6 separate regions of the Mus musculus genome follow, and regions 1, 2, 3, 4 and 6 are each linked to region 5. The links are chromatin contacts, called in public HiCAR-type, HiChIP or PLAC-seq and promoter capture Hi-C maps. All regions are on one chromosome and are shown on one strand. Each heading gives the region's core, a stretch centred on a gene start, on an enhancer-like site or on the middle of the called end of the contact. The rest is flanking DNA. Distances are from core to core; before and after follow the strand shown.

Region 1 (2,700 bases), core at 127-2,626, 2.5 Mb after region 5:
TTAGCAAAGTTCCCTCTGCTACAAATGCTGATTAAGTTATTGAAGACACACATAGGGTTTGCGTTTTTATAATTTCTGCAAGAGCAGAGCGAACACTCTAGTCTTCTTAGTTAGGTGGATCCAGACCCTAAGGCAATGAGGTTGGAGAGAAATCCCTTGTCAAAATCGGTACCCACTAGGAAAAGAAATAACAGGCAAGGCAAACCTAGCAGAGAGATACTTTCATTGCGCCCTTTCCAGTTACGAGCCGCAAGATAATGAAGGAAGGTAATTCTGAAAGCTTTATGTCAGTTTTAATGGTCCCTCAAGCACTAAGAAAGATAATAGTCAATGGATGGTGTCCATAAGAATTTTTTCTCCTTTTCCCCTGACAGCCATTGATAGGATCATTTTGTATTTGTAATGGCTGTCACTGAAGCATGGAGAAATGGCCCAGTAAGGCCAGAGGATGAAGACAACTTCCCTGTCAGGATCTCTGTTGTCATTGCTATGGCAATAATAGTTGCTACAGTTCTCGTTCTGTTTTTCTATAGCATGTCTATTTTGTGGAGCTTAAGGCTATAGGATTTGGGTTTCATAAAATCACACTAGCAGAATGCCATGCCTTTTCTAATCCTTCAAGAAGAACATTTGATAAAACTATTCAGCAGGATGAAAATAATTACAGATGCAGGTCACTTGACTAATTATTGATGGAATACTAACCTCTTCACAGGGGTTCAGATACACTACAATTAGTTTGATTTATTTTCCTTTTCTCTCCTCCCTTTCCCTTCCTTCCCTTCCCCAATCTGCCCCTCTGGTCCCACTGCTAGCTTTTTTCTTCCCAAGGACCAGACTCAGAGTTGGACAGGTATGTAAATTAACTACAAATGAGCTCTTAAAATCCTTTGGTAGTTTCTCTTCATTATCTACAATGAAAGGAAAAGGAGAGGAGTCAGGTCTTTTCAATCTTCTATGTCACGGCCTCATCTCCTCCCACGGCGCTGTGCATAGTGTTAAATTTCATCTTTACTAGCTTTCCGACCGACAGAATTAGGGATGTCAAATGCTTCCAAAGTTCGATGGTGTGAATGAAGCCAGACTGGAGATGCTTGTGTGAATGTTATCAAATGTGAGGTGAACAAGCTCAAAGAAGGACAGGCAGCAAGAAGACAAAGAAAGTGGGTGGAGAAAAGGGATTAAAAGTACATGCAAAAAGGAACAACACTAGCCACTGAACGTAAAGAGGAAAATAAAAGAAGCAGCAGAACGCTGCAAAAGTGAACGCCAATGGAGACCTTGACAGAATGTGCAAGTACGGAAGCTTGGACTACAGCCCCCCAGAGTTCCTTGCAGCGCCGCGGGCCATGACGTCAGTCTCCTAGGCAACGCGTATAAACAAGATGGCGGCCTTCGAGCGAAATCCCTCGAGATGGAAAGGCACCCGTTTCAGGCGGGGTTTGGGCGCCTCTCGCATTGCAGCCCAGGCGATACTGTCGCTCACAGAAAAACAAAGTCAGGGCCGTTGGCCTTCTTTCCCCCTGGGTCTGAAGTCAAAAGGGACTTTCAGAAGCGCCTCCTCTTACCTCCTCCACCAGCTCATCCACCGCTCTCATGAGGCAGAAGCGGAGCAAGAAGAGAAGCAACAGGAGGACGGAGAATCTGAAGAGTCAGAGGAGTCCGAAATGCAGAATTTGGAGGTGTGCCTCCCCCCCTCCCCAACCCGCACCCCAGTCTCAGGCATCCTCCAGCCGCTCAACCTGGCTGCCTCAGCGGCAGCTTGCTTCTGCCTTCTCTAGCCCTGGGCTCAGCCCACTCCACTCTAGCCAGAGGGCAAGGGCTTTTCTTTGCTGCTTATTTTTATTCCCCCATTTCTCGTGTGCTTCACCTCCTGTCTTGGAGAAAGGGGGTGAAACCCTCCAAATATTTACTTTCTTTTCCTAGTTTCTTATCTGTCAGATTACACACTGTTATAACGGGGGGAAAAAAATCAGTGTACCAGTATGGGTTTAATGCTTTCAAAATTACGCATTGACAAAATTATGCGGGCCATTCATCTTCTTCCTTCCTCCAGGGTGGTTTAAAAAAAAATCCCAATGCTCTGCTGAAGACGAAATAATGTATACGTTTTATATGTTACTTCTGCTCGGGGTATTTGTGTGCCTATTTAAGCACTCCCACTCTTTCTGGTTAGAAGGGAGCCACAGCATGATCAGAGAGAGCCAGCTCACCCCTAGTTGGCAGAGTTTGGCTTATGGGGAGCGTTCCCAACGCTCTTAACTATTTTCCTAATCTCCTGATTCCACTTCCCTTCCCCACTTGACTGTATTCCCACACACCGACTGTCCTTCCTCATCCCTTCGCTTCCTTCCACCTTGCATTCCCTTACTCCTAGTATTGGCTTCTATTTATTGTGCTTTTTCAAAATCGTAGGTTGATCTGTTTCCCTCTCATACCCAGTTAGGCTTTTCTCTCTGTCATAGCTACTCAGAACCAACATCTTTCTTGATTTCACTTCTTGCCTTTTTTCGCTGCTCCCCCTTCTTTTCCCTCAGCTTCTTCACAAGCCACCTTTCTCCCCCTGTCAAACATGGCTCCTGGTTTGCCTTCTTTCTTGTCCTTCCTGCCTCTGACCTCCCGTTACTCCACTTCTGCCCTCCTTTCCCTGGGCTCTTGTCTCTAATGCCCTTTCCTGCACTTGGAATATTTGGCCTATTT
Region 2 (2,700 bases), core at 16-2,515, 2.9 Mb after region 5:
ATCTGCCCTCATGAAGAAGAGGAAGAACAGGTTGGCAGGTGTGTACGATTGGGCAGATTCCTTCTCCAGCTGTTCTGACCTGAGAATCCACTGGCTAAGACAAGTAGCCACACCTGAGCCATCCAGGAGGTAGAGTTTAACTTTGCTAAGCCACCATCACTACAGCACTGGGTTCACACACCATCACTCCAGCCGACAGAACTCACTGTCCTTGAGAGACGCTCTCTCAGAAAGGGGTAGCTGCAACTATCATGAGCTAAAATGCATAAATGGGACATACAGCTTGCTACAAGCAGGCCATCATGACACCAGTTCATGGTGTGTCAAGATTTTCATCCTAAATAACTGATCTGAGCACCCATTAGCTGGTCACAAACTTATTGGACTTGTTTATAGAATTAACTAGGTGAGTTCAGAAGACACTAAGTGGAACAGCTTTCAGAAACCAAGAAGGGGAATTTTCCCGTCTGCTCAGGCACACATAACATTTCTTATCTTTCTCATTCACGTTTTGACACACGTTTCAGACCTTGTGTGGTAGTTCAAGCCTGCTTAGTAGCTTCCAGCTCTGGTACCAGACCCGAGTGACAAGCTGGCATTTTCATAGGTTTAATTTCAGAAACTGTAGTGTACCATTTTCTACTTTTCTAACCTCTTCGCCCTTCTTGTACTTTTAGGATATCCTATTATTCGCTTCTCTTCTCTTCATAATGTTAGGAGAAAGTAAGAATGAGCGACTATCTGTAAATAGGACACTTTAAAGGTTTTCATTTTAATCTCTGTTTTCGACGCACAGGCGTGCCAAACAAGCTTTCGTGAGGATCTACCGGGTTCAGCCTAGGTAGGACCTGAAATTTTCCGTTAACTAGAAGAAGTATCCCTTCATCTGCTGACCCGCTTTTCACAGCAGGTGTGTTTCAATTTCGAGAACTTCAAACAGGTCTCTGGACGGCAAAGCTAGCAGCCCACAAACATTGCCCCGGCGATGCTCAGGGGTTTGGGTCTCTACGACTAAAGCCCGCCTGCCTATGTCCGAAACTACCATCTTATTGGTCTATCCGTGCGTCTGTTTCCTCATTAAACCAATCATAGCTTCCCTTCTTACCCCAGGGACTTGAGAAACCGGAAAGAACCTCCGGCTGGTCGCTGGCCAGAGGGCGGGGCCGTGAATGAGTGACAACTCTGTCTTCCAATACCCAGCGCTATCGGTTCTGACCATTTTGGCTTCTAGGCTACAAAAGAGCGTTGATGCCGGCTGTAGCGATGAATCCTCACTGGCGTCTGCAGCACGGCGTTACCGAGGACCGGCTGCTACTGGTAGTTTCCTTGCAGGTGAGTGGCTTCGTTGTAATTGTTACAGTTGTGAGGATTTCTTTTCTTTCATGAGTGGCTTGCTGTTCTATCGTGAGAAGGCCGGTTGCTACCTTGCCCGGCTTTAGTATCTGGTGGGAACCTGATGCCCGCTTCAAGCGAGACCCTCCCGAGTACCCCAGCTCTCAGCTGGCCCTTTCTCAGCGAGCATCTCTCAGGAACAGTGAGTTCTGTCGGCTGGAGTGATGGTGTGTGAACCCAGAGCTGTAGTGATGGTGGCTTAGCAAAGTTAAACTCTACCTCCTGGATAGCTCAGGTGTGGCTACTTGTCTTAGCCAGTGGATTCACTGGAAGGAAGCAGGTGTAGGGCGAAGGCAGACCTTGATCCTAAAAGTGTAAGTTAAGGGGGGAAATATCATGGAAGGCAAAGAGGTTGTTGCATATTCAGGAGTCTCAGGAACCATATTCCGGGTTCAGGGGAACACTACCCCCTCCCCAGCACACACGCGTGCACGCCCGACCACCACTATCATGGCCAAAAAGTGTCATTTCTTTTTGTGCTAAGGGGTAGGAGCAAGTATTTCACTACAGTAAGTCAAAAGAAATGCAAAATTGTAATGAAGTTTATTATTAGACTTTGCAGGATGGAGCCCCCCCCCCCAAATTAGGAAGGGTTTATAGCCCGTGAATGGGGGAAATGGTTCTAGAATATTAACTAACAGAATTCCGACGCCTTCGGGAGGAAATAAAAAGTAAATGGTTACATTTCAGCAGCAGGTACAAACGTTTCTATAATAAAAGTCGTGTTAGTTTGTCTGTAAAACTGAATTTTCACATTTTTTTAAAAGAATTGTTTATTTTATGTATATAAGTACATTGTAGCTGTATTCAGACACACCAGAAGAGGACATCTGATCACTTTACAGATGGTTGTGAGCCACCATGTGGTTGCTGGGAATTTAACTCAGGACCTCTGGAAGAACCGGCAGTGTTCCTAACCTCTGAGCCATCTCTCCAGCCCAATTTTCACATTTTTTTCAAGACTGTTTTATGTGTATGATTTTTTTGCCTGAATGTATGTATGTGTACTCTGTGTACGCCTAGTGTCCATGGACCACCCCCCCCCCCCCGGAACTGGAGCAAATGTCTATGAGCCCCCCTGCAGGTGCTAGGAAGGGAACCCAGTTCCTCTGGAAGAGCAGCCAGTGCTCCTGACCACTGAGCCATCTCTCCAGCCCAGTTTCCACATCGTTTAAAAAGGCAGAAGTTACATTTCTAAGGCCCATGCCTTTATTAAAGGCTATGTAAAATTAAAGATAATTAGACAATTTTTCACTATCATGTCTACAAGGAAACTCTCACTGTATTGACCTCTGTATGAAGTCTATA
Region 3 (2,903 bases), core at 291-2,790, 2.8 Mb after region 5:
ATCCATTCTGAGATCCAGGCACAGTGGGAAGTAACAGAAATGTCTGAGAAGAAACCAAAACGATCTATACATACAAATGTATGTTATTTTAAACAAACACCCAGCTCTCTGAGGCTGTCACATGCGCTCTAGCCACTGGCTTATGAATGCTTACTCCTTATTTATCTCAGAACTGATCTCAAAATGCTGGCCCATGAGACGATTTTTCTAAAGCGATGAGCTTGGTTTTTGGAGAAATGGGACAGAATTAAAGTATCATCATCCTACCCATAATTTGGGTCATGTATTATAAAACTACTGTAGTTACATGTGCCTGTGTGTGCTGTGTCCAGTAGCTGTGTTTGCTATGGCAGGGAAACCGTCTTTCTTATCATTCCACCACACCGAATTCAACCTGGTATCACGGTTGTAATTCAATCATACCTTTGCAGTCACCAAGGACCCTCTGTAAGGAAACAAAAGCCGCACTTGCTAATCTACTGGCTTAGATACACGTTCTGAGAAAGACAAGTCTATGACCTGTTTCTTATTCTCCATTTGCATTACCCGTTGTTTTAACTGTAGTTTGGGTAGAAACAGACTCTGTCTGGTTTCAAACCATTTAAATTCAACCCTACCTGATTTTCTCTTACCTTCACTGTGTCTAAGTGCCCAGGTCCACCATACTCAAGGTTCTTAAAGATCGAGGTCACAGCATCGGTCTATAATATATAATACAACTACCCTGCAAGTAGCTTAAGAGCTAGGTTTTTCTGCTTCAGCAATAACACCAAAAATTGGTTCCTTAGTTGCCAAATAATCAAATCAGTTATAATTTTTGGTTTTTAAATATCGGTTCTTTCTTTTTGTATTTCACTATGATGTATCTGGCCCTCTTCTCAACTCTGCTGTGTTGTGTTGAGGTTTTGGGGATATCTCGCCTGAAGTCTTCTTATTAGTGGGTGGCACCCAGCAACGCGGAAGTCAGATTAATTCTCCAGGAGTTCCGCACCCATTAAGAACTGCACTCAGAGACTTAGAGGACAGAGAAACAAGCTGGTTCCTGGCAAGCTCTCGCCTGCTAATTTAATTATCTCAGGCCCATTGGCCCAAGTGGCTCATTCCCGAGAGGGCAACATCTGCGCCAAGTGAGGTCAATTCACTCGTGAGGCTGGGGCGCCACAGGTGCCAGATGACAAATCTAGGGCTCTGCTTCAATCCCTCTCACCCGGGTCACCGTGGGTGTGTCTCCACCTGGGGCGCCCACGCGGACTCGAGCGCTGCTCGCCCGAAGCCCCACACGCCGGGCCGCAGCCAGATACGCTCACAGGCCCCGCCACGCGAGCCCCGCTCCGCGCAGGCCGCTCAGGGTCACCCAGCGGGCGGCGGGTCGCACCCTGATGCATGCCTACCTTCCAGGTGCCCAGGCCCAGGGTGGGCATCTTGGTGCCGTTGTTGAGTTCCAGATGGCTGGCCATGATCGCTGCACGTTACAAACCCGGACCGGCAAATGTGCAGCGCTGGCTCGGGCGCGCACCTTTAAATAGCCCCAACGGCCTGTAGAAAGAACGCCTGCCATTGGTTGCACGGCTGAGAGACGGATCCTTCTGATTGGTCGATGCCGCGGTTCTGAAGGGGTCGGCGAGGATGCTTCTTTCCCTAGGTCCTAGCGGCACGGAATTCTCCAGCTGCTCTGCTTGCGCCCCACGTGGCAGTGTTTGCCCGCTGTTGTAGCACCAGACGGAAAGCTCTGAAAATAACCAGCAGACTAGAGATAAGGAGACTGGGGAGAAGTTTTGGTTTCGTTTTCGAGCCCAGAAGAAGACGTCTGTGTCTTTTCTAATCTCAGAATGACACTCTTCTGGAATCTTACACATCTTGCTTTGAATCTGATGGAGCAGATAGGCGTCAGGTGTATTTAAGAGCGTTCCCCCCCCCCCTTAGATTAAAAGTTAAATTTCAGGTGTACTTAAGCACTCCCATCCCCGCTATTAAAATGATTGCAACCGGTTTTGCAGAGAACTACGAAATACCCGTTTGTAGTACCTTTCTACCACTACCGGTGTCTGAACATGTTTAGTCTGGTTCAACAAGACTTGATGCAAAAATCCATAACCGTTAAGCTATGATCTCCCATAAGTTTCATCTCTGGATCACACATAAGTGATTTTGGAAAGTAAGACTCTTAAGCGGAAGGTTCCAGTATAATAAGTTGGCTAAACTCTGGAGGAAAAGTGAAAAGTCAGAGAACAAAAAAGTGAACAATCCCATAGTAGGAAAAGTCCATTCTCATACAGCAATGATTCCATGTTAGGGGGTACGAAATAAATCAGTTGTATTAGGTAGAAAAACAAAAGACTTTTCCTAAAATAATCTGAGTTGCCCCAAGAACTATGACGGCAATTTTGGCACTCGTCCAACACCCCTCTGAGTGATGGTCTGTTTCATTCCAGTCTCCTTCTGCTGGGTCATGCTCCAGTTGCCCCCTGATTACGCAACAGGGACAACTGCATCTGCAAGGTAATGAGTCAGGAACCCCACCTCTCTAAATCCCATTCTGGTGATTTTCCAGTCGGTGCCCTCTTAAAAAGTGGCACTTCTCCACTCCCACCCCAGGGAAAATTTATAAAGAACAGATATTTTCCACTTGAGTTTTATTAACAAAACCAATCCCCACAACTGGTGGCATGTGGAAATTCTGGTGTACTTTTTCTCTAATTAATAGTATTTGAATTTGAGTCTAGTTCTGGGGATTTGGTTTGTGTAAGATAACAGGTGACCTGACGCCCACCACTTGTCCTCTGTGAAATCCCTCTTGGCATAGAGACTTCTCTGCCTTTTGAACCTCCTGGGTCCAAACACAAAGAGCTGATTGATGTCTTGTGAAGTGATGCTCTTGCTCTGTGTGGCAGCTCACATCTCTT
Region 4 (2,700 bases), core at 75-2,574, 2.7 Mb after region 5:
CTGCAGCATTTCATTGTCATGGACATCATGTAGCAGCGAGGCAGCTGAGAGATGGAAATGAGCTCCCAATTTGTCTTTGGAAATTTTTCTCCATTATGAGACTAGAAAGATTAAAGGGATAATAACACCTTATACCCATATCATGCTTCCCTCCCAGCAAAGAGCTTTCATATGCACATTATCTTATTTGAGCCTCGCAATAGTCCTGTGGGATAGTTATAATTGGAATTATTATTCATTTGAGGGGTAAAAAAAGTCTCTATAACTATGGAAACTTATGCCTTTTCCTTACTCATTTTTTAAACCACTAACCTTTCCATTGTCTCAAAATCCTAGAAGGGGGCCAGAGAGGTGGCCCAGCAGGTAGGAGTGCATGCTGGTCTTGCAGAGGATCTGAGTTCACAGCAACTCATATCTCCTGTGACTTTAGTACCGGAGGAATATCAACACCTCTGACCTCCGTGAGCATCTTCACCTATACACACATACCCAAACCTGTGTGCGTATGACAGTTGAAAGGAAAAACAACTTTGTAAAACTTTGGAGGTTTTGGAGGTCTGGGTGGTGGCTCAGCAGCTAAGAGCGCTTACTGTCATTGCAGAGGATCTGGGGTTAGTTCCTAACACTCATATGGTGGCTCACAACTGTCTATGGCTCAAATTCCAGGGTATCTGATGCCCTCCTTGGCTGGCCTCCATGGGCTCTTGCATAAACTCATACAAGCACGTGAGATAAACAATTTCTTAAAATCCAAGAAGGGTATATGAAGCACAGTGATAAGCAGAGAATTCCCGCGCTCAAGGTCAGCTATTTTCTAACAATTTCCCATCTCTGAATTTAGGATGCAAGCGTTAAGACATTGGTATTAGACTGCTGCCAAGCAGAGGCACACAGAAACTGTCCATTTCAGTGCAGCTTGTTTGGGGGTGGTTTAAAAAAAAAAAGAAGACGAAGTAAACTAAAATCATAGATTGTGCACAGCTAGCCGCCCAGTGGGTTACTATAAACTAGGCACAGGGCTAACAAACACTAGGGAGAAATGGCCACATTTGATGAGGGTTCAGGGGAGCCCAGTTGCAGCAGGCTTTCCCAGAAGAGGCACTGGGAGAGCCTAATCCTCGATGGATCCCCTCGAGCAGGTGGAAATGTATCAATGGGACTCGGGCCTGATGTTAATCCTGAGCCTACTGCGCTCCATGCAAGTAAGCTAAAATGAGGGCTGAAACATTCACTGTGTTGCTGTTGCATCCAGATCAGCATTTAGTTCCCAGGCTGCTCCTTCGATGCCAGCCAGCCAACTGAACAGCCTGCTTTTTCTGTGGTCTGTTTTCTAACAGTGTATTGTGTTCTCAGTGTGTGTACTGAATTCGGTAGGACTGGATTAGAATAATGTCTGACTGCAGCTCTCCTTGCAGGAAGAGAGTCCTCCAACTGAGCTCTCCCAGGGTCTTGGGGAGGGAGCCTCTGCTGTGCTCCCTTCTGCACCAACTCAGCCATCCTATGTGCACCCAGGTGATGCATAAGCTGCTCCCAAGAGAAGCAGCAGGCCTTTGAACGAGGTAGTTCTTTTCATAGTTGTTTGTCATGTGTTTTCGTTCCCCTCCTGGGTGGAGTATTACTAACAGGATTAATAAACAAAAAATATCAATACCGTGAATACTGACACATAGATTCTCTAGGAGTGTGATTTATCACTGGCCTTGGGAAGCAAAGTCATGTGACATACCCTTTCATGCTGCCAAGAAGAAAGCAATGTTTTGTGCACATCTGGGGCTCCCATCATCACTTTTTAGGGGTGCAGATGAAGGAGGAGGTGCTAATTCTGGGAGCTTACGTAAACTCCATAGCACCAGTAGCACTTGACATAGGATTTTCTGATCAGGCTGGGTCTTAGAGCTTTTCTCTCTTGTGTAGAGCTGACATTTGAAGGTGCACTTGTTCCACTGCTGGAGAAGTCATTAGCTGAAACTTTAAAGTGAAATTTCCTCCAAAAAGATAAGGATCTTTTTACAGATTTTCAGAGTGTCTAGAGAGATGCCTAAACTCTAAGTACCTGTTTGGAAGTGTGGGGTTGGAATTTGTAAAGTGTGGGGGTTAGATAGGAAGAGGTGATAATTTGAAATAACTGTGGCAGTCCCTTATGCAACAATTTTGGGTGGATGGGGTACGTTTCCAGATTTGACTGTTTTGAGGAATTATTTGTTAAGCGGCATGAATGCATGCACATCTTGTGTGGGAGAGTCAGTCCTTGAAGCATCCTGGGGTCCAGAAGAGACCCTCTGGATAGCAGTTAAGATCTCAACTCCTAGCTTTGAAACTATCATTTCCATGACCATGGGTGTCTTAGTTAGGACTTTATTGTTGTGAAGAGACACCATGACCAAGGCAACTCTTATAAAAAAGAAACATTTAATTGGGGCTGGCTTATGGTTTCAGAGGTTTAGTCTTATCATTGTGGTGGGAAGCATGACAGTATGCAGGCAGACGTGGTTCTGGGAGAGCGAAGACTTTTACATCTTGATCCACATGTGTCAGAAGGGGACTGGGAGCCACACTGGAAGTACTTGAACATAGGAGACCTCAAAGCCTGCCCCTATAGTGACACATTTCCTCCAACAAGGCCACAGCTAATCCAACAAAGCCCTACTTCCTAATAGTGCCACCCCTATGGGCCAAGCACTCAAACACATATGTCTATGG
Region 5 (2,890 bases), core at 138-2,637:
CTGTTCCCCCAACACTAACTCCCACAGCAGCAGAGTCCCTTCCCCGCTTGGGCGGTCACCACTGTACTTCCGACTCTGGAAAGCCTCCCTTCGCTACTTTCTCCCTGCAGCTACCTGCTCAAGATAGGCTACTCCGTTTATGAAACCTGCCTCTCTCTCCTGGGCTGAGTCTCTCAGCTGTTTGGCAGGGACTTTGGGACACCTGCTCTGGTTATGTTTGCAGACACTGCCTGACCTCTCAAACAGAAAGTAACATTCCACCTTCAGAAAGAAGGTAGTGGGATCGTCTCCAAGCTGGGTCTGATGGGAGATGGGTGCCCGAGGTATTACTAAGACACAACTCAAACCTCATTTGTGAAAGAAATTTCTTGTTTACACAAAGGGGTGGGAGGGGCCCACCATCCTGGCCATGCTCTGAGAAAGAATCCGGTCCTTTGGCAACATGAAGGCAAGGACCCCACTGAACCAGGCTCTGGGACCCTGGAAGGAGCGCTTATTCCACCCGTCCCGGGACAAGCTTAAGAAAAAGCGCTTGCACAAGAAGTACGCTACACGCGTGGGCATTTAGGGATTTGAGGTCAGTTTCAGGGGCTCCTTCTTGTGGTCCCTGCCCGCGGCTTTGCTTAGTTTCAACGACCTCCCAATACGGTCCCCTAGTAGCCCCAAACACGAGAAAGAGAAATCGCATTCTGGTGGTCATGCGGGAATCTGGGACCTCCCCACAACCCAAAGTTTCCCCCCCATCTCCAGCGAACCCACCAAGTGCCCCCTTTACAATCTCACAACCTCCGGCTCACTCTACACCAGTGAAGACTAGGAATAAATCCACGATCTGGCCCCGCACCTGCGGGGTTCTCCAATTTGGAGGGGGCGTGGATGGTGCCAAGGTCAGGACTCTGCGTGCGGCCACGCGGGAGAGGCTGCAAGCGGTCCGACCACGCGGTGCAGCCGGCTTCCCAGGAGCCCCACCAGGCTTGGGGCGGAGGGGAATGACCAGGGGTCCCGGCAGAGCCGCGGCTGTCCACTCACCATTATGGGAGTGAGATGCAGGCGACAGTAGCAGCAGCAGCAGCGCGGAGAGCGCCGTAGTGGGAGGCATGGTTGTGCTCGCCCGGGGACTCCGAGCAGGTGGCTGCGGCGCTGGCGCAGGGTCGCGCGTCCGGACAGCGGGAGCGTCGGCGCCGCTCCGGGAGGCCTGGCGACGGCCGCGAACTCCGGAGTCGCGATCCGGCCGCTCCTCCTGCCTACCGCAGAGCTGGGCTGGGACACGGAGCCAGCAGCGACGAGCGAAGGTGTCTGCGGCCCGGGCGGTGTCTGCGCCGCTGCGGCCCCGCGCACGTTGCTGCGAAGACTCCCGCCCCGTCCCGTCCGCGCTGGCCTCCGCCCCCTCCCCCAGGAGCTCGCCCACAGCGGCGGCGGGGTCGGGCGGGGCGGCGGCTGGGCGGGCGCTGGGCTGCGAACAATAAGCAGAGGAGGAAACTCCGCCCTGGAGCGCGGCGGGCGGGGGAGCAGGGGCTGGCGGTCCCGGGCAGTGCGTGTGTGAGTGAGTGTGTGTGTGTGTGTGTGTGTGTGTGTGTGTGTGTGTGTGTGTGTGTGCCTGTGAATCTGTGCTCACGCTGTGTATACTTGCCTGCGCGCGCGCCAGGGACCCTGTCAGACAATCAATCCATGCCGCGGATGTCCTACACATTGCTTTTGCAGGGGATCAGCCCGGATCCTCCATAATGCTACCGCCCTTACAACGCAGGCACAGGCCCCCCCAGTCTGGAAGTTCCGATAAGAACCGACCCTTCCAGGCCCCCAGACCTCAGCGCCTTCCTGCGGCAGAACAAGGGAAGCAGGTCCCCTGCCCAGCAGGTGCCTGGATCTCGTGCAGTCCCCAAGTCTGTCCTCCGGGATGAGCCCCGTACCATCTGGACGGGTTTTTGTTTTTGTTTTTGTTTTTGTTTTTGTTTTTAACCTCTCCCACCGATGTACAAATGGATGCGACTCTTTTAAGGCAAAAATTTCAGCGCTTAATTCGTGCGCGTCTGTGTTCTAAGTGCTTTGCACGTATTAATTCGCTTGCTCTTCACGGCAGTCACATTTTTAAGCCTCGTTTTGCAGACAGAAAAATAGAGTTAAAAAAATAGTTTAAAAAGTTGTTTAAGATCCCTTAGGTGGTAAATAGCAGCCTTACTTCTGAGATTAATCTGGAAAAATACTTTGCACAGAGCCCGTAATACTGTAATTGAGCCATAAGAAATAATATTGCTGAATAAAAAGCAGCAATGGAGATTTAAGGGCCTCGGCGTCAAATCCAACCTGGGCTCAAAACCTAGTTGGGCTAACTCACTCTGAGTGCTTTGATTCTTTACATACGAAGAACAAGGCTAACAACACTTCCAACAGCTGCTGAGACACTTGCTTGGGAGACGCACTTAGCGTAGGGCCAGAACCTTGAACAGCCTTAATGAAAGAAGCAGCTTTCGCTCGTGAGAAACCCATAGACCTGAGGTGGGAGATCGGAATTGGAGAATCTCATAAATGGAGAATCTCATAAACCCGAGTTTACTCTGTGAAAGGACAAAGAAGCTCGCATCCTATTCGTTTGGGGAGGCGGGGAGGCTTTGCGGGCTGCAGACTCAGTGGAGTCCCCTGCAGAGGTGGCACTCTCATCTCGGGATACAAAGCTGAAGGGGGAGGGGAGGCTGACACGGAAAGGATATGGTGAAAATTTGTCACACATGACTCCTGGGTTGCTAATCCGGAGTCTTTCTGTCAGATGAGCCTAAGTGGAGAGATTGTTCCCGGATCCCAAGGACCGTGGACCTTATGAATCTCTCAAGTGGGCTATGCGCAGGCTCATCGTGAAACCGCTTAGGAAGAGTAGGGTTGGGGCGTCCTTGCA
Region 6 (2,745 bases), core at 235-2,734, 2.8 Mb after region 5:
TTAAATTCCAAACAACTACATGAAGGCTCACAACCATCTGTACAGGTACAGTGTACTCACATACATAAAATAAATAAATAAATCTTTGAAAACAAAAAGAAAGAAAAGAAGGGAGGGGAGGAGGGAAGCAGGTGAGGGGGGAGGAGGAGGAGGAGGAGGAGGGGAGGGGGAAGTAGGAATGAGGGAAGAACAGGAGGGTGGGGAGCAAGGGGGAGGGGTGAGGAGGGAGGAGGAGAAGGAGAATTTTAGTAGTAAAAGATCATGTCGAAATGACTAATAGGTAATCTCTACTTCTAGACCAATTTACTCCCATGATCTTACAGCAATTGTGTGAACACAGATGAAATTACACACTCACACAGCCACGCCTGACACAGAGGCTACTATAACCGCACATAATGTTACTCTGTGTTTACTTTTGTGTTAAGGAAGTTGAGATTATGATTCTTTCTTCTTTGGTCCAGCCTCACATTACTGCTTTTCAAATTCATACATTAAAAAGAGTGACTGGCCCAACTTGGGATCCATCTCATGGGAGGGCGCTAAGGTCTGATACTATTGCTGATGCTGTGTTGTCCTTACAGACAGGAGCCTGTATGACTGTCCTCTGAGAGGCCCTACCAGCAGCTGACAGAGACAGAGGCGGATACACCCAACCGTTGGACTGAGGTCTGGGACCCCTATGGTTGAGTTAGGGGAAGGACTGAAGAAGCTGAAGGGAAGAGTGACCCCATAGGAAGACCAGCAGTCTCAGTTTATCCGGATTCCAGGGAGCTCCCAGAGACTGAGCCACCAACTAGGAGCATACACGGGTTGGTCGGAGGCCCCTGGCAAAAATACAGCAGAGGTCTGCTTGGTCTGGCCTCAGTTGGAGAAGATGTGCCTAATCCTTGAGAGGCTTGAAGCCCCAGGGGAGGGGGAGGTCTGCGGGGGCACCCTCTCGGAGGCAAGGGGGAGGAGGAATGGGATGAAAAATTTTGGGAGGGGGGACAAAAGGGGGGACGGGAATGTAAATAAATAATAAAAATTGAAAAAAAATTCTGCAAGGACATCCGTCAATTGATTTCCCACCGATATCTCTTGTTATCAATATTGTAGCTAGTGAAATAGTGGTTTCAGAAATAATTGATGTGGCTAGTCTGACAGTAGTGGGTTATCAGTACTAATCGATATCAGAATGATTGCTATATGCCTCCTTGTTTGCCTTGAATTTTTTTTCCCTAGCTGAAAACTTGTTGGACCCCTAGAGTATGTGCACTCTCGAAGCAATGACCTTCCTTAAATAAACTTATGCATTCATCTTTCACTGCCTGTTATTTTTGTCCACACACCTGTGCGGGCACTGCTGCGGGAGCCTTGCACTCTGCAGCAGGGAAACTTAGTATTCTGCAGTGTTTACTGCTGGTCAACCCTACGAAAAACCGAAATGCACTTCCTGTGCCAGTGCCCGCCCCCAGGCTGTGGCTGCTAGCCAGTAGGAAGAAGAGCCTGTCTCCTCAAGGACACGGAACCAGTTGCCAGACTCCTAATTTAGGCAAAGGCTCCCGTCTGTTCCCTTTGAACCGTTTCTGCAGCAACCATGGCCGCCTTCGTGACGCTCCTTACCGGAGCCAAGATGCCCATTGTGGGCCTGGGCACCTGGAAGGTGAGTGCGCAGTTTTTGGGCAGCTGCTTTTTTCAAGTGGGGACAGGTCTTGGCACGTCTTCCTCTTTGCATAGCATTTGCCTGCCGGGTGGGGGTTGGGGTCGGGTAAGGCTGGAACTCTACAGCCTTGACCCAAGTTGCTTTCAGTTTTTGTGCTGCTTCAGGCCTCAGAGCTGGCGTCTAACTTCCCTAACAAGTGTCGGGATCCCAGCTGTTCCTGGATTTTTACAAAGTACAGCAAACCATCATCTCCAGGCAGTTATTCTCGTCGCAAGCTTTTCCTCAGAATTACTTCACAGTTTACAAGTTTTGGCTGTGTATTTATTTCTGGTTGAATTATTTAGAACGAGAACGCTGAGCTCCAAATGACCCAGCTGCCCTTGCTACCCATGCTGAAGGACCCCATTACCTACTTCAGAGTAGTCTGGGAGCCTGTGAAAGCCCAGTCTCAGACCCCAGCCCAGGCACGTTCACTTTCCAAAGACCCCACTAGTTCCCACATGTTAAAGCCCGAGCAGGATCAGGGTGGCAGAGAGACTGAGCGAGAGTCAGCTCAGGTCCCACCCTGGCTGTGTTCAACTCACCTGGCAAGTTTCTCCGAGGCTCATCTCAATGCTTAGTGAAACGGTTTTGGACCAAGCCAGAAATTACACATCCATCAAAACAATAACTAATCACTTGCAGATCTCCAGGGAATCAACTCACATGGAAAACTTCACAGAGATGAACTTTCAGAATTTCAACAGCAGACGCAGACTGTAAAGGAGTTGGGCTCAGGATGAGTAGCCCGTGCTGCCAGCAGTGCGCGTGCAGGGGGGCGGGGCTTTCAGCCTGGACCTCAGTGCCTCTGAGTGGCTGGAAGCAATTCCTTGTCCCAGTGATGGCGCAGCTGTTGCTGTTTTATGATCTTTTAAAAATTAGATTTATTTTTTATTTAAATTTCAAATGTTATCCCCTTTCCTGGTCCCCCCTCCAGAATCCCCCTATCCCATCCCCCCTCCCCCTGCTTCTTCCCTCACCTACCCACCTACTCCCACCTCCCCACCCTCGAATTCCCCTACACTGGGGCATCAAGCTTTCACAGGACCAAGGGCTTCTCT

Evidence for each region. Promoter capture Hi-C pulls out the DNA fragments that hold promoters and counts their contacts. HiCAR-type assays count read pairs that join an accessible place to other places. HiChIP or PLAC-seq counts read pairs in DNA pulled down with a chosen protein or histone mark.
Region 1: an H3K4me3 HiChIP or PLAC-seq map of embryonic forebrain shows a contact between it and region 5, with 7 times the contacts expected there. The contact joins the promoter of Lrguk here to the promoter of Podxl in region 5. A contact is called at or near these places in 6 of 39 promoter capture datasets (the 3T3-L1 cell line, cranial neural crest, embryonic stem cells and 3 more), 3 of 115 datasets of contacts at active chromatin or transcription factors (embryonic forebrain, embryonic stem cells and stem cell-derived neural progenitor cells) and 1 of 9 other capture datasets (liver).
Region 2: a contact with region 5 is called in a HiCAR-type map of astrocytes, with 5 times the contacts expected there. The contact joins the promoter of Bpgm here to the promoter of Podxl in region 5. A contact is called at or near these places in 1 of 39 promoter capture datasets (second pharyngeal arch cranial neural crest) and 2 of 115 datasets of contacts at active chromatin or transcription factors (astrocytes and embryonic forebrain).
Region 3: a contact with region 5 is called in a HiCAR-type map of astrocytes, with 8 times the contacts expected there. The contact joins the promoter of Akr1b3 here to the promoter of Podxl in region 5. A contact is called at or near these places in 3 of 39 promoter capture datasets (hippocampal neurons, maxillary cranial neural crest and second pharyngeal arch cranial neural crest), 2 of 115 datasets of contacts at active chromatin or transcription factors (astrocytes and embryonic forebrain) and 1 of 9 other capture datasets (embryonic stem cells).
Region 4: a promoter capture Hi-C map of hippocampal neurons shows a contact between it and region 5, with 12 times the contacts expected there. The contact joins the enhancer-like site here to the promoter of Podxl in region 5. A contact is called at or near these places in 6 of 39 promoter capture datasets (cranial neural crest, frontonasal cranial neural crest, hippocampal neurons and 3 more) and 4 of 115 datasets of contacts at active chromatin or transcription factors (embryonic forebrain, embryonic midbrain, forebrain and 1 more).
Region 6: a contact with region 5 is called in a promoter capture Hi-C map of hippocampal neurons, with 7 times the contacts expected there. The contact joins the promoter of Akr1b10 here to the promoter of Podxl in region 5. A contact is called at or near these places in 4 of 39 promoter capture datasets (the 3T3-L1 cell line, embryonic stem cells, hippocampal neurons and 1 more) and 1 of 115 datasets of contacts at active chromatin or transcription factors (embryonic forebrain).

What each region holds. Positions count from the first base shown.
Region 1 is chr6:34,028,072-34,030,771 of GRCm38.p6, forward strand. Lrguk (leucine-rich repeats and guanylate kinase domain containing) reads left to right here and starts at 1,377. Exons shown (of 20, transcript NM_028886.1): 1 at 1,377-1,682. The coding sequence starts at 1,386. Gm38786 (a long non-coding RNA gene) reads right to left here and starts at 1,653. Exons shown (of 4, transcript XR_868961.1): 1 at 1,569-1,653.
Region 2 is chr6:34,475,091-34,477,790 of GRCm38.p6, forward strand. It overlaps Bpgm (2,3-bisphosphoglycerate mutase), which reads left to right and starts at 1,266. Exons shown (of 3, transcript NM_007563.5): 1 at 1,266-1,332.
Region 3 is chr6:34,315,949-34,318,851 of GRCm38.p6, forward strand. It overlaps Akr1b3 (aldo-keto reductase family 1, member B3 (aldose reductase)), which reads right to left and starts at 1,541. Exons shown (of 10, transcript NM_009658.3): 1 at 1,392-1,541. The coding sequence starts at 1,457.
Region 4 is chr6:34,269,642-34,272,341 of GRCm38.p6, forward strand. No RefSeq gene overlaps it. Among named protein-coding and RNA genes, the nearest start is that of Akr1b3, 46 kb to the right of the region's middle. Within about 2 kb of position 1,325, at least 20 of the 459 cell types and tissues checked have an H3K27ac peak or open chromatin away from gene starts, as enhancers often do. A contact at or near this core is called in forebrain and hippocampal neurons, where this site is marked.
Region 5 is chr6:31,562,550-31,565,439 of GRCm38.p6, forward strand. Podxl (podocalyxin-like) reads right to left here and starts at 1,388. Exons shown (of 8, transcript NM_013723.3): 1 at 1,030-1,388. The coding sequence starts at 1,099.
Region 6 is chr6:34,382,763-34,385,507 of GRCm38.p6, forward strand. Akr1b10 (aldo-keto reductase family 1, member B10 (aldose reductase)) reads left to right here and starts at 1,485. Exons shown (of 10, transcript NM_172398.3): 1 at 1,485-1,645. The coding sequence starts at 1,580.